2 separate regions of the Gossypium arboreum genome follow, and region 1 is linked to region 2. The links are chromatin contacts, called in public Hi-C maps. All regions are on one chromosome and are shown on one strand. The core of a region is the stretch at or near the end of the contact, and the rest is flanking DNA. Distances in the headings are between cores, read along the strand shown. Region 1 holds the start of LOC108457077 (phosphoethanolamine N-methyltransferase 1-like). Region 2 holds the start of LOC108480933 (probable calcium-binding protein CML27).

Evidence for each region. Hi-C and Micro-C count contacts between places; a contact is called where the count stands out from the background.
Region 1: a contact with region 2 is called in a Hi-C map of leaf, with 3 times the contacts expected there. The contact joins the promoter of LOC108457077 here to the promoter of LOC108480933 in region 2. A contact is called at or near these places in 2 of 5 Hi-C or Micro-C datasets (both in leaf).

Annotation. Positions count from the first base shown.
Region 1 is chr3:67,648,662-67,651,370 of ASM2569848v2, forward strand. It overlaps LOC108457077 (phosphoethanolamine N-methyltransferase 1-like), which reads right to left and starts at 1,448. Exons shown (of 12, transcript XM_017755899.2): 1 at 1,102-1,448; 2 at 789-913; 3 at 350-487; 4 at 134-271. The coding sequence starts at 1,114.
Region 2 is chr3:67,382,312-67,385,103 of ASM2569848v2, forward strand. It overlaps LOC108480933 (probable calcium-binding protein CML27), which reads right to left and starts at 1,534. Exons shown (of 1, transcript XM_017784084.2): 1 at 631-1,534. The coding sequence starts at 1,300. The coding sequence ends at 809.

The DNA of each region.
Region 1 (2,709 bases), core at 198-2,697, 270 kb after region 2:
AAATTTGAAAGCCAAAAATGGGGTAGCCGAATTCAGCAAGTAAAAAAAAATTGAAATCAATAGCTAATTTGCCCCTAAGAACTCTCTTTTTTTTTTTTTTCCATGTTATTGAAGAAGAAGCAACAAAAATCACCTCTTTATCTGAGAGATACATCAACAGCCAGTTTGAGAAAATCAAGTCCAATGATCCTTCTGTAAAAGCCAAATCAGGGGAAGTGACATCCGCACAGAGGAATTTGACGTTCTTATAATGCCCATTGATGGTTTCATTCTGCAATTAATGAAATCCAGTCAAGTCCCTTATTAATTAGCAAACTAAAAATTTTCTGTCAGGTTGAGTTTCAATGACCTTCTTTATAACATTCTCAATGAAGTCTAATGCTATAACATGACCAGCCTTCTTAGCTAAGTCACCAGTAAATCGACCAATGCCAGCTCCTAGTTCCAAAATGGTTTTCCCTTCATACGGTGGGAGTAAGGAGAGCACCTGCAAATATCAACAATGAAATTTAGGAATCTAAATAACAACTGAAGTTTAAAATTAAGTACAAAAGAACAGCAGCAACAATTAAAAGGCAATAATAAGCATAAATGCTCATTAAACTATGGTTTCATGATAACAACTGAAGATATTAATAGATAAACAATTTTTACTTAAATATGAAAGCCAAAAAGGAAATAAATTTAAAACTGTAAATATAGTTAAAAATGAACTTGTTAAATTAACTTAATGAAGAAAAAAATAAACAATGCAGAAAACAAAAAGGAAGGAAGAAAGGAAATATTACTTCGGGACGTTCTTCTTTGTCAATATCAGCGGCTTTGGAGTCGAGCATCATAGCCTCCACCGTAAGATCAACCGAGTGTTCAATCCAGTAATTCTTTTGAACTTTGCGTTCATCTCCTACAAATCCTATATATAATTTACAGAACAATCAAATTTTAAATTTTCTTCTTAAATATTAGTTAAAGGTCGATGAGAGATCCATGTGTGGGTTCGCAAATGTTGATTAAACAATGTCAATCCATTCCAATTGTCCTTTGGTTCTAAGTTGAAAAAAACAACGCAAGAAATGATCAATATGAAGGTGGAGATCTCACCGTTAGCCGCCATGGTTAACAGAGAAGATCTCTAGTGAGCTCTGAGAGGAATTGATTTTTTTTTAAGATATTTTTTTTATTTTTTAATGGGGAGTGAAAAGGGGAACTAAAATCCTTCGACAGCAAGCCGAGATCTGGAGAAAGACCTTGATCTACGGTTGTTAGTCCTTCCTCTCTGTTGCATCAGACACAGAGATGCAACCTAAGCCAAATTATTGATACTACTATTACTCTCACTCTCTCTCTCACACACAGCAATTGCCAATTTCTACTGCTTCTGGTGCGGGAAACTGAGAATGCTTCATCTCGCCTTTTATAGAGTAAGGGCTGGGGAAATGCTAGACCTGATTATAATTTGGGTCGGGTCGGATCAATGCATTATGTTAACAAATCTAAGGCCTGTTTAGGTAGACGACAAAACAAATCAAATCAAATCAATATCAGAAAATCGTAAAAATACTGATTTGTATAACCGAATCCAAATTTATTTACATTCAACTGTATTAATTTTGCTTAATATATATATATTACTAACACTGAATCCATTGCCACAAATGTAAACTGACTCAATCAATTTTTTCTTAAAAAACTTATTATCTCCATAGTGTTCAAAATTTTATTAATATCATTTTTTTGTTAAAAAAGCTTAAGCTCCTAATATCTCGTTTTAAGATTTAAATTTTATAGTTTTTTTAAGTGGTATAAATATTATAAAAATATATGTAAGATATTTTGTCAATCACAAAATAAAATTAAACTATTACTTTACAATCATATTAAGAATTGGCATAGTTAACAAATTAAATTAAACTCATGATAGTTGCACATAGTGGAACTTCGAGATTCATGCATATAATTGCAAATGATTAGTCTCAAACTAGAATAATCAAAGCTCAAGGGCTTCGCCTTTGCCAATTGAACCAAGACTTCATTAGCTAAAGCCTATAATTAGTTTAGAGATGGTATAAAAGAATTTATTATGCTTAAAAAGCTCATTTTACTTTTAATTTGGGTTAAAATGTGCTCTTAGTACTTAAATTTGTATAAAATTGAGATTTTAGTTTAAAAGTTAAAATTTTAATTTTTTTATTTTCAATTTAAAAATTCTAATCTAATTATTATTGTTGTTGGTAGTTTCATCAAAATTTTTAATTTAACATGTTTATTTTTTCAATCATATGATACATTACATGAATACAATGTGATTAAAATTTTATTTTTCTAACTCAATCAAATTCTCTCAAATACCAAATAAATTTTAACTCCACAAATGGTCAAAGTGTGACGACAAATCAAGCAGTAAAATAGCTTAATAGTGTCATCTGTCCAAAATTTCATTCGATAAGGGTAGAGTTTGGATGAAAATATTAGTTTCAAACTATGTGTTTAAACAATATATATATACACAAACACGTTTGAATAACTTTAATTTTGCATAGTTTTACACCCGTATTGATGAATCTCTTTCTAAATTTTCATATATTTATGTACTACATGAAATTAATTTATAATAATATATGACGATATTGTACTGTAAATATTAAAAAATATATGTTAAGCTTTTATATTTAATATTTTTGATAAAAATTATATTAAATATTAAATATT
Region 2 (2,792 bases), core at 284-2,783:
AAACTAATTTATTTTTCCGTCTAATTTTCTTTGTTTGTAATTTCAATTTGGAATGAATTATTTTACACTTTAATATAGAAATAATAATTTCTTTTATGTGTCCTTTTCACTTCTTACAAATTCCTACTTGTCTTCGCAAATGCTAAACATTATTTGTGTTCTATAAAAGTTGACACGAGTCTTTAACAATCTTTATTTCCAATCGAAGAAAATATCCTAAATTACGAAATTAGAAAAAAAATTAAGATCAGAACTAAATTTTATATTTTAAAAAATAAAAATATAATTTTTTATTTTAATAGTTTATATTTTATAATTTTTAAAAGTTTAAATTAAATTTTATTATTTTTAAGAAGTAAAATATAATTTTACTATTATTAATTTAAAATTTATAAATTATAATCGGTACCCAACAGCCAAATTATAAAATTGAAAAGAAATATGATGAAATTTGAATTGGTGACAAAATGTTCAAACATTTAGCGTACTGTTTGAATTAAAGATTTATCTGATTTGGTTACAGCCAGACTATTTCTCCTAAATCCAAGGGTTGGTGGTTGGTAGGGGCTAAATGTAAAAACAGCAAAATTGCAGGCAAAATGAAAATAAAAAGAAACCCACCCTGGGTAATTGTAAGCGTAATCAATTTTTTTATTTGATTCCATGAAGTTTAGAATAATTCAAGAAGACGGCAATTTCATATGTTATGAAGAAATTATTTATGAAGAAACAAAACACAAACAACACAGCCCTAAGGGTCTAAGCCTAAGCCTTACCTTTCTTTCAATCAATTAAAAATTTATGAATCCTACGCCTTAGATCCTTTGCCATTAGTCGCCAAGGAAGCACTCATCATCTTCTGGAACTCCTCGAAATTGACATTGCCATCACCGTCTGAATCTACGGACTTGATCATCCTAACACAATCATCAACCGAACACTTCATCCCTAGCTGATTCAGAACCAGGTGCAACTCGCTCGTCGAAATCAGGCCGTTCTTGTCCTGGTCGTACAAATCGAAGGCGTCGCGCAGCTCCAAGGCGGCGGTGACTTCATCGGATGAAGACCGGAAGAGAGAGGAGAACTCGGAGAGGTTGATGAAGCCGTCTTTGTCGGTGTCGATGTCTTCCAAGACACGTTTGAGTTCTTCCTCAGTGATGCTGGAGCCCATTGATTTCAACACATCGCGGAGCTCCGTCACCGAGATCTTGCCGTCCCTGTTGGCGTCGAACTGGTTGAAGACTTTTTGGAGTTCCTCCTGGTTGACGTTGGAGGATTTCTGGGTTGGAGTTGCCGACATGGTTGCTTTAACCTCAAAGAAAGGAAAATGGAGTAATTGTGGGAGCCGATTTGGAAGTCGAGGTGGGCTTTATAAGCCTGGAGGCAAAACAGAACAACAGTTAAATGCTACTCTAATAATCCTACTTTATCCCTTCCTCATACCACTTCACCCTTATTACAACTGCAAAATAAGTAAATTTGTGATGATACCCATTATTATTTGAAATTTGAAATTTGTTTCTGTAAACCCCCCCCCCCCCCCCATTTATTCAACTAAATTTCTTTTAACCCTATTCATTTTAGGGTAAAGTACATTAAATACTCACTCAATTTTGATTTTAATAACAAAATAGTTACTTAATTTTTAAAAATGATAAATCAGTCATAGTAATTATTTTCCTTTACAAACATGACGAAAAAGTGACTTGTTATTTAATTGGCCATGTTCGAGTCCTTGCTATCATTTAATCGGGCACGTTGGAGGTTTTGTTGTCATTTAAACAGCCTCATTTAAGAACTCTAGCTGGGCAGTAGAAGAAAAAGAAGAAGAAGAAGAAGAAGAGAAGAAATGGTTATATCGTCCAATCCCTCACTCTAAGAACCCAATCGTCACAGTCCAAGTTTTCATGTGTTCTCCTTTCATATCATCCAAAAAGCACTCATTTATTATCCAATCCTTCACTCTTTTTGAAATTTTTACCTTTTTCTTTTGAATTTTTTTCTTCTTCCCATGGTTTCCTCCACAATTCCGACTAATGTTCTTGTCTCTGCCCCTTCTTTTCTTTTTGATTGGAGAATATCCATAAGATTTTCGAAATTTTGTGGTCTCAAAATTAAACCCAGGTTGACATCGCTGACTCAGTCATCCAGATTGACAATCAGGATCCGAGTTGAGTCGGACGTGTAGTTTGTAAGGCTCAGAACACCGCTGTTGATGGTTAGTTTTGTTTGTTTTCAGTATAAATTAATTTGATTTTTCTGTTTTAATTGTTTTTCTTATGCTTTTCTTTTTTAGTTTGATTGGTTGCTTGGAAAGTGAAAGAAAGTGGGAGGAAATAGAAAGGATTATTGAGCATAAATGAAAAAGAAATTATTTTTTTAGTTCATGTCCAACTTATGTATAACGCGGCAAGTTAACTGACAACGTCAGCTAGTTAACTAACTACACCACCTATTTCGTTAGGCCTATAACAAAAAATGTTAATGGGTGACTGATTTGTTACTTTTCGATAATGTTAGTGACTGATTTGTTATTTTTTAAAAGCTGAGTGACTGAGTTGAAAGTTGAGTGCTTGTTTTGTTATTGAAATCAAAGTTGAGTAACTATTGGTGTAATTTATCCTTCCTTTTTTTATTATAATTTAGCCGAAAAAAATCATCTTCAAACTACATATTAATAATTAACTTGTCTATTTTTTTTTGTTAATATTTAATTTGTCTATGGATTTAACAATTTTGGTCCTATCTATAACAATGTCGTTTTTTTTCCATTAATGAAATTGTCATGACAA